Regions from separate parts of the Oryzias latipes genome. Here region 1 is linked to region 2. A link is a contact called in public Hi-C data. All regions are on one chromosome and are shown on one strand. The core of a region is the stretch at or near the end of the contact, and the rest is flanking DNA. Distances in the headings are between cores, read along the strand shown. Region 1 overlaps zfhx4 (zinc finger homeobox protein 4). Region 2 holds the start of zfhx4 (zinc finger homeobox protein 4).

The links. A called contact is a pair of places that touch in the nucleus more often than the background predicts.
Region 1: a contact with region 2 is called in a Hi-C map of embryo, with 2.1 times the contacts expected there. The contact joins the enhancer-like site here to the promoter of zfhx4 in region 2. A contact is called at or near these places in 3 of 5 Hi-C or Micro-C datasets (embryo and fibroblasts).

The regions. Positions count from the first base shown.
Region 1 is chr20:13,875,572-13,880,658 of ASM223467v1, reverse strand. The region is part of intron 6 of zfhx4 (zinc finger homeobox protein 4); the gene reads right to left. Among protein-coding and RNA genes, the nearest start is that of pex2, 46 kb to the left of the region's middle. Within about 2 kb of position 2,463, at least 2 of the 8 cell types and tissues checked have an H3K27ac peak or open chromatin away from gene starts, as enhancers often do.
Region 2 is chr20:13,815,677-13,820,977 of ASM223467v1, reverse strand. zfhx4 (zinc finger homeobox protein 4) reads right to left here and starts at 2,483. Exons shown (of 12, transcript XM_023950365.1): 1 at 2,260-2,483. LOC110017289 (a long non-coding RNA gene) reads left to right here and starts at 5,163. Exons shown (of 3, transcript XR_002872385.1): 1 at 5,163-5,301.

The DNA.
Region 1 (5,087 bases), core at 1,214-3,713, 60 kb before region 2:
TGTGTGCACACAGCGTCTGTGTGCATATGAGTCAATGTGTGTGTATGTGTGTTTATAAGGGAAAGAGAAAGAGACTGGGACTGCACTCTGCTCCTGATGTTTTATTAATACATCGGTGACAACGGAGATGAAATATCTCCTGTCAGCCAAGAGTGCCGGGCTGCAGAAATTGCAATTTTCACTGCTGGTGCTGCAGCGTCCATCTTCGTATTTTAATTCACCTTTCCAACATATAGAGGAAAAAAAGAAGGATGCGAGGGGTGCGAGTTGATATGGTTGTGTGTGGAGGGTTTGAAAGTCCTTCATCAGTGGTTTATCTTTTCTCGTTGCAGGACTTTTGTATAAAAGGGGACAAAAAAAAAAATTTGAACATCGTGTTCGACACAAGCAAGAAGGAATGAGGGTTAGAAAAGCAAAAGAAAAAGATGGCTGAATCCACAGAGGATGTTAGAACACACATTATGGCTGAACAATATGTAAAGAAAAAATATTAAAAAAATCAAAACAAAGCTCTTATTATGTTAGCAATTGCTTAACGATTTGGGTGGGGATGCACTTTCTTTATTATATACAATGCTTTAACCATTTATCAAATAAATAAACTCTGTGAAATGGTGAAAATATAAATAAAATCATTCAAGTATGTAAAGGACAACAATAAAAGTATATGTAGAACAGTGAAAGTGGCAAGGTGGGAGACATCATGTCAACAGTACGATTTTCTCTTGCCTCCAGGGGGCAGCCTACCTGTAGCTACAGGAAAGAATAAGGTGTAGTGAGTGGAAAAAAAGGGAAAAACAATTAAGAAAAAGCAGGAAAAAGGATGAGTGATCATCTGGACCCATTCAGTGTTTATTTATTCTTTACTTTCTTCTTCTGTTCGGTTGTGCTGCGTCTGTATGGACGCATATGCACACTGGGAATGTGCTTCCACACGGAGGACATTCCCAGACGAGCTCTCTCCATACATCAGCTCAGCGTCTGCCCTCTGACTGACCCTGACAGCAACGCACTACATATGTGTGCACGCAAGCGTGCGATCTCCTGTGCACGTATGCAGGTCTATTTTTTTTTCTTTGTTTGTGTGCATGTGCGCCATTGATCAACTAAGTGAGACAGTGACCATGGGTTTGCATGCAAGATGTGCAAATGTGTATGCAGGCATACGTGTGTGTGAATGACAGAGGGGACTCCTAGCCGTCAACTTAATCGCTACCAGAGGATTCGCAGAGCCAAACTTCTGCAGATGCCTTCCTCGGCTTGTGCTCGTGAACACACACATGTAGGGAGAGTGGTCCAGGCTGTGGAGGGTGTGTGATTTTGGCAGCCTGGTGAGACTCTCTTTGATGTGGGTCAGTCTGAACATTAAAGTCAGCCGGCCAGTGGGATTGAGATAACCACAGCTCCTGGGTTCGATTACCTTGCAACCAACATCAGCCTATATTTATCTGTCCTGGAGAAAGAAAAATTAAGTCCTGACTCCTGATCAGACTCACAACTGGTTTTAAGATTTAACTAAGATTTGAAAGCAACCAATTTCTTGTCTAGTGAAAGATGACATTTACAAAACAATGTTATGATGAAAATATGTCCCAATTTAATTGCTTATTTCTCAACACAAATAAATCTGGCAGCGAGAAATGTTCAGATACTAAAAAAAACCCGGGGAGAAAAAGTACTTAGAAAAAGATGTTTGGAAGCAGAAAAATGGAGCAATAGACATATGGGAGATGGAGGCAATGAAGACTGTATCGAAAGTGTCAGCACAGTGTGTGTTTGTATGTGCGTGTGTGCCCTCCAGCTGTATAATGACCTGCTCTGAGACCACTCACTCCCCCTCCCGTTTCCCCAAAGGGCCCATAACCGCCATGCCGGGTCATTATGTGCCCGGTGGAGGACTCAGTCATACGGCACACAACTGAGGAGCGATGCTACACCAGGAAACTGGACGCTAAGGCTCCAAAATGGCTGAATTCATTAGCTGGGCTGAGCCACCTTTAATTTGCTTCCTTAGGGCTAGAATGGTGCTCATTAAAGGGGTAAAAAATAAAATAAAAATATCTTCCCCAACATTTTGTTTAGCTTATATCACAGAGTCACAATGAAAGTGGAACATCAGCTGAAACTGTAATTGCTGTCAAGGAAAACATCATAAGAAATAAAAGAGAAATCATTACTTTTTTGGAACTCAAGCTATACGTTTACGTTTGGTATTAATAAAACACTAGATTCTCTGTGCATCTGTGGTAATGATGCAGCCTTAATGTTCTGTGCAACACCCCTGACTGTCACGTCTCCCCAAGTTAGGTGTGATGTTGATGCTGATTTCTTCTTACAACTCTGGTCGTGTCCCCTGTGAGACCGCATGTGCGTGTGCGAATACGTATGCTTGCAGCGGGGCCCTGTGATGTCACATTCCTGCGCCGCGCGCGTGGCTCTCGTTTGGCCTCTAGGTTTTAAGGAGAAAGCTTTGAAACATTACACCATCACACACACTCCCAGCCATGCACTCACACACACAGTCAAGGGCCAGTGGTAATGCTGCCAGAGTAATAACCTTACAGACTTACTGAACTCCCTCCCTTGCGTTCTCTCACCCTCAAATCTTTATTTACCCTACTCCCCATCTTTATCCCCCCACTTTCCCCAGTACCTTTCCCCCCGAATTTCAGTGCGTTTAACAAGCATTTAGATCTTAACCAGATGTTGTTAATGTAGCATGTCTAAAATACTAAACATCAACCCAGCAGAGAGGGTCCACAGCTCCTGCACAGGGCCTGGGAATAACTCACTCAAACACACACGCACAGGCGTATGGCGTGCACACACACACACACACCTATACTGAGGGGAACCAAAAACACACTCACTCCCACACAGCTTTCAACGTATTTCATGCAAAAGTGTCTACGGCCTGCATTCCAACATGTAAACACAGCGGCACACACGGGTTGCCATCCACACGCTCAAATCCACCCCACAGTCGGCCACTTTCACTTTAGAACGCATGAGAATGAAATTTCCCCAGGAAAATGTGTCTATTGTTTCAGGTCGACCCTGAGAGCCAGACAATGGGATTGTCGTGTTTAATTTGCTCATGGAGTGAATGTCAATAAGCTGAAGTGACAGAAAAAATGACTTGTGGAAATAAAATAAAAAAAAGCATCAGCAGCAAATTTACTTTGTTGTTGTCAATTACAACTTCCTGAGACATTTTATTGTATTTTCTTTTTGCTTGAATTGCCCGCTCCAGTGTCTTGCAGGCAACTAACAAAACATCTATTACTCTTCTGGAAAAGAAAAAAAAAAAGGGGGGGGGGGGTTCATATGAATAAACATGGCAGAGATTAAAGGCTTGCACGTCTTGCTTGCTGCGCAAAAAGAGACTGTTGTTTTGTGTTAAGAGGGGTTTCATTTTCTGTGCCATGAGCACTTGTGTGTGCATTGGCACAGGGATGTTAATGATTCCTTAATGGCAAATACAAAAGGTATTCACGGGAAGAAAATGTGGCTTCAAAAGGTTCAGTGGGGAGGCTGGCAAGGAAAACTGCAGCAACACCTGGCTTTATACAATAGGTTAGCTCAACTTCTGCACATTTGCAGACATACACACAAACACCTGCATCTTACACAACAGCCATATTGCATTTCGCGTTTGAATCACCTGAGGCTGAGGAGGTGAATCAAGGAGGCGGCACGGCAAGCTTACAGAAGGATTTAGGAATAATTTAAAAAGAAGATTCCTCTCCTCTGGTTCATCTCCTCCCATCTCCTTCCCTATTCCTCTTTTTTTCATTTTTTTTCTCTCAAAATTCCTTAGTCTAATATTTATCCAGCCTCTGATTATAAACATCTGGCCGATGGGGGCAGTCTGCACAACGGCAGCTGAAAAACATACTCTTTTCAGAGTCACACTCCTCGTGGAAATATCGCACACACCCGCCAACGTGACCCTGCCAGGTTCGGTCCGCAGGAAAAAGGGAAAGAAAGAGAAAAAAAGGAGCCAGACCAGACAGCGACACACAGAGAGAAAAAGAGACAACTAGAAGCTGAGGGTTAATGGCCTTCCCATCTCTGTGATAAGAATTCATTCTGTTCTATTACCAGCACTTATCTACAGGGGCTCCTGTCTTTCTCCTTTCTCCGTTTTTAAAACACACACAGCCACACACATGCAAACAGGTACACACTCGCACAACAAGGGTCCGAGATCAATAGATGAACCTAATGAAGAAAGCAGCTGTTTCTCGGCATTGCTGCTCGACTCTATCAGCCCAACAAGATCTCCCTGCCTCATTCATCCGTCTATCTATCTATCCATTTATCTGTCCACCTATCTATCTATCTGTCCATCTATTTTTCTAACTTTTCACTCAGCTATCCATCCATATACCTATCCCAGCTGCTCCTCTGTGCCTTCATTTATCCCTCAATCTCTCCATCCATCTCCAAACCGGTAAACAAAGATAGGATAGATATAGTTTCGATTTGAGCAGACTGGTCCTTGTCATGCATTCAAGGTTTATTTATTTTCCGGGAACTAATACGAGGCCTGAAAACAGGGAATCTAATAAAATGGCTGCCGCGGTTTGAGAGAATGGTTGTTTGTGTGTTTTTCTGTTTGCGAGTCTGTCTGGCTATGCCTAAAACAGGCCTGTGACGGTCAGCGGCCAAATGGACAATGCTTAAACGGATTTTTTTATCCTATTGGGCCACTGTCCCGTTTTTAGCATCTGCTTTCAGAGCCATCAAAAACAAAACTGTAATCCCGGATAGAAAACAACACAAAGATCAGGGAGTCAACAGACGGATGAAAGACTGTTATTCAAATCATAATCATCATGTGTGAGACTAATTCTTTTTTTTTTCAACTGATGACTCCCCATTACCAGTTTGTGACCTAAAAGAAAAGATGTGGAACATCCTTCATTTAATTTAGTAAAAAGATGTATTCATTTTTTAAGTGTTTTGATGGTTGATTCATACTTACAGTCCCACTCCGATCATCTTGGGGTCTATTGTTAACGTGTTCCCTGTGTCATTGTTTTTTGGACATAGTTCCTGCAGGGCAGCAGCAGTTCATTAGA
Region 2 (5,301 bases), core at 1,234-3,733:
CTTTTAGCGGTATACTTTTTCAATGCAAACCGTTTACTGTGTTTCCCCCACCGGTTTCTTAATAGAGGCTTTTGGGCAATAGGAAGACTTTCCACAGTCTCAATCGGGGGGGAAATCAAGAGATCTTGTTCGCCTTCATGGAAAAAATCGAAGCTGGGGGTGAATTGAACTGCATGAGCCGGGGCTTGGGATGTGATGATAAGGCTGCTGCTGGCAAGTGAAGTACAAGGTCTCCTTTGCAGCCACATTGACTGGACTGCTCTCATACCAACTGGATCCTTAAGAAACCAAGGGATCCGAGCCCGACCCGACCCGAGGCTGTTTATTCTGGGTGTAGAGCGGTCCTTTTACTGAGAGGGTGGGTGGGTCGAGGTGATGAACACAGAGGCGTCACTTTCCACCCGGATCCAAGGCTCTTACTCTCGCCGCTGCTGCTGCAACTGCCTCCCCTGTCCTTCAGGGGGGTTCTCTAAGCCTGCCAGCCCTGGGAGGCGTCGCTCACACACGGCTTGGAGAGTCGGCTCTACCCGCTGCCGCTACGGACGCGCACCTAGTGGCGCATTGATCTGTCCAAAGCTGCACGGAATGGACCTATTTGTCATTTCTTACACCTTGAACGGAGGACTTATTTGAACACAAAGCAGATTTTCCCCCCCCCCATTTCTTTCTCTTTTTCTGTGCGCATTTCTGCGAGAGGATGCCCTTCTTTCCAGCTTTCCAGTGATTAAACAGCTGCGCGTGCCGCTGCCATTTTCAGCAAAGATGCGTCTGTTATTTATTTATTTTTGTTTGTTTTCCCCGAGAAAATGAGAAAGTGCAAAGCGGATTTAGAGAGCTGATACAGACTGCCGCTTATCTTAACCTCCTGCGTTTTGTAAATCCCCCTGTCCGCCACCCTCCCCTCTCTCCCAGCAGACGATGCTCTTTCTCTGGAGGACCGCTCGACAATAGACCGCCTTAGCTAATATTTCTCCCCATTTCCATATCAGCGGCATCCTCAATTAATTATAGATTTTTATCTGCATTCTCCGGTTTGGCACCGCTGTGCGCGCTTTTGCGCACGAATCAATGTGCGACTTATGTGGGTAAAGAAAATAAACAGCTGAGCTGAGCAACGTCACGGTGGGATCACCGAAAACTTTGATCAAGATGAGTGAAATAAAAATTTTTGGGTGGGATTGTCGTGTAATTATCCGGCATTAAAGGAGTTCCTCTCGCTCTGATGCATCAATACTCTTTTTAAAGGTAGGAGTTAAACCTTGAAGTGATTTTGTGTCACTTCAGCGGATCAATCATGAAATATCAATATATTGGCTGCATCATCACTGTATGATGCCATGTAAAATAACTGTTCAACTGATCAATCAATCAATATTTGATGAGGTCAAAGTCGAAATTCGATTGATTTATTTTTGGCTTTTGCTCAATTTGTTACATTTTTTAATAAATGTCTTAAGTTCTAAGTTATTTTATCCATCCAGTCCAAACACCTGCTCAAATTAATTTTTCTTTTAGTGGATGTCCATCGGACTTCCGCCTTGTTTGTCCAGTGCGTCGGCGCCCTCATGGGGTTACAGAGCTGACCCCCTCCGCCTCACCGGGGCAGACACAAAAGCACGCCAAAAAAGCTCCCAGCTCTGACCCGCAACCCTGCCACAGTGACCCACAAGCCCACTCAACACGCAAAAACAAGCCCCAGAAAGGCCCTAAAAACAAACAATAACAAGTGACACTCTCTAAAGCATAACACCAATGTGAGCCTTTCTCCCAGGATGTGCAGGTAAAGTCAAGAAAACCGCTACAAAAATGTTGAAATTTGCGCAAAAATCAATCGGACAGACCGTACATAATCCAAGAAATCAGAATATATCTCAATTCATAAAAAATCCATGAAATCGTTTACTTTAACAAATACAATCTACAAAAGAGCAGAAGTATAAAAAATAAAAAATAAAGGTGTCACTACATGTTCTTTCAGCTCAGCCTCAGAAGAAAAAGTCCAAAAAAGAAGAAAGCGGCAATTACTGAGAACCATAAAACATGAAAAAAGAAGGAAAACAATAAAACAAGCTAAAGTTTTTGCCTACAAACCATTAAACTATGGAGACATTTTCCCCTTCAGCCCTTAAAGCCACTCAGCAACGGTCGTGTAAAAACTTAAAATTCGCCCTCTCTTACCTTTGTGTTTTTTTTTAATTTTCCCAAACTAAAATAAGGCAGAGCAAAAAGAAGAAACATAAAAATGCAGTCTCGTGGTACCTTTGGTATAAAGCATTCCGTTTTCCTTCTTTTCTGTCTTTCTCTTGCTCAGTAGCGATCCGATAATAGCATATGGAAAGTGTTTTCAAAATGCCCAGATTTGGCACATTGTCATTGAAAAGAGAGGAGCGCAGTGATGCGGTGCTACAACAGGGGAAATGAGTTGCGGATTGGACGCAGCCCGCCTCGGTGCGGACTTATCCCACTTTAATTTAATATTCCGCAATCACACACACTAGTGATGGCATATAATTCAAGGAGAAATTCAGAGGGAAGGAAATGCTTTTGTGTGTGCGTGCGTGCGCGTGTGTGCGCGTTATTTTTTACACCACTTTATTTGATTAAGGAGAGAGGCAGCACAATATTGTCTTTTTAAAGTCTGTTTCCCCCTTCTTTTTCTTTTTTCTCAACTCCTAAATCAGATTTTTTTTGTCTTTAAAAAACATGAAACAATAAGATATTTATTTTTGTTTGTATTCAGGTATTTATTTACAAATCAACTATCTTGACTTCTGTGCGCAACGGTGGCACACTGGAATCTTCCCTAACATAAAATCGAGACCCATAAACGCTTGTTTGTAAAACACTGAACCCAAAATCAATGTATTGGGTCATTTCAATCGATTATATAAACGAAAATCCATACGCAACATGAGACCGGTATCAGCCCACTCTTCCGCTCCCTTTTTAAAGAGAGGGAGGGAGAGGGAAAAAAAAGCAAAGAGAAGAGCAGAAAAAAAGGAAAGCTATTGCGCCTGCATGGGCTAAAAACAAAGAGCTGCTTTTTTGCCTTATAGTCCAAGATCAGAACTTCTTTAACATTTTCACGTGGAGGACTAAAAACAGCACCTTACATCAAGGGGGTATGATTTAATTGGATTATGCCCCTGGGATTTTCAATATTCTTTTTCTTTCTTTCTCTTTTTTGTCATTGATTTAGAATTTCTTCCTGCTGTGACTGAGGTGATACAAGTGAAACCTTTGTTCAGACAATTTACTTGAAATTACAGGGAAATAAAACAATTCCTCATATTGACCCCTACCCCCCCTGCATCCCTCCCCCATGGGCACCCTTGGCCTTGAAGCTTTCTCCAAGTCCGATTTTTGATGCTTATATGTCAAAGTGCTTCCAGATGAACGCGGACAGTCCTGATGACCACAATTAGACGAGTGCCTCTAATCAAAATCAAAGCGGGTGTACACGGGTTTGCGCAGCATTCGGAGGGGGAGAGGAGGATGGGGGGGGGGGGTCAAGGGGAGTCGTTTCTGCGCACCTCCCCTTCCTGAACTCCATGGAGGACCCCGTTCTATATCTTCCACCTGCACGCCGAAGTATCCCACTTCAGCATCCCACGGCCGAGCCCCTTCAGGCGCTGCAATCACACATGCAAATGCCCAACCCCTAGACGCATGGAGCTGGACAGCCGGTGCGCGCCGTCAAATGAGCTGTTGCATAAACTCTAGTAATATGCAACATGATATTAGGTGAGGGTGGGGGGAGGAGGAGGAAGAGTGGGGGGGGGGGTAAGGACAAGCGGAAGGGTTAAAAATGGGTGGTGCCAGTCATGTAAAATTTACACAGGACCACAGCTGTTGGGGCTCTCGAGCTAGGGAAGACACAGGGAGGTGGAGGAGAGGGATAGAGAGGTGGTGGTGGGGAGGGGTAGCTCTTGAGACTGAGGGGTGAAGGGGGTGGACGGGGGTAAGGGCAAAGGCTGGCGAGGGGTCCTGTCGATGCAGCTCTGCTTATTTGATAAGCACAATCTGACTGGGACGCAAAGGGGGTCGAATCTGCCATGATACCCCCCCCCCCCCCTCCAATCCAAAAAAAAATATACACAAGTTTCGATACAACCATGAAGAGGATGCGGGGCAAGACGAGACACATGGGGAAAAGGGTGAGTTGCTAGATAAAAAAAATGACCTGAAACGCATGCAAACCTGACGCGCACAGTAATTTTTACTGACTTCACATTTGTTTAAAAAAACAAAAACCCAAATCACCAGCCGTCCAGCCCAAACCATAATCACACCTCAGCAGAAAAGCAAAAAACAAACAAGAACTGAGCGCTTTACTGAAGAACCCACTGGACCATAAATTCTGACTAGAAAGGGTCCCAACGAGGTAACATATAAGTACACACACACACACACACACAAACACACTGACGCAGACGCGCGCGCACAGTTGTTTCCATTCAGCCTCGCTTGGCCCTGCTGCACTCCTCCCACTTACCCTCTTGGTATTCCGATCTTCTTTTATTGTTGAACTCTGCTTAATAGGCACGCGTCTGCAGCGTGTCTTCCAGATATTACAAAAAAAAGTGAATTTGACCGCCTCTCGTCAGAGTAGACAGGAGCGCGCGCATCCACACCCACCCGCGTCAAATCAAACCCAGTTAAACGCTGAACTCCGCATTGATTATCACTCAGATCCTTATGACTCTGCAGACCAAAACAGCACAGGTTTGAATACAGTTTCCTAAAATGGTATGTAAAATAGATATAAATATTTTTTAATTATAAACAATGCAAAAAAAGGATTCCAGTAATCATAAATTAAATATGTTGGATTTACCTATTCAAAAACTGTTTTATGACAACAGCAACAATATTAATAATAATGAAATGAAATGATATAAAATGTTACATTACAGTTTGACTTTACAAGAGGCCTGCTAGTTATTGGCCTAATGAAAGTGAGACCTCTGTCTTTACATGGCTTATTAAATTGCTTTCTTCATGACAACCCAGCAGCTTGAACATGTCAATTAAGTGGTCTGAGAGGTCCTTTCAGATCTCCAAGAGCCCCCGCTCTCCTCTCATGGGGACTGTCACCCCTCCACCTTCCTAGCCCATCATCCATCCATCCGTGTGCCCCCCCCCCCCAACCCCCAACCAACTCTTCATCTCCACACCCTTGCCTTTTCCGTTGCACACTCAGTGGGGCATCCCAAATAACCCAGTCAGCACAGAGGAGTCAGTCCAGTGGTAACAGATTGACATCTTGACCTTCAGGGCAAAAATATTTTCCTACTCTGG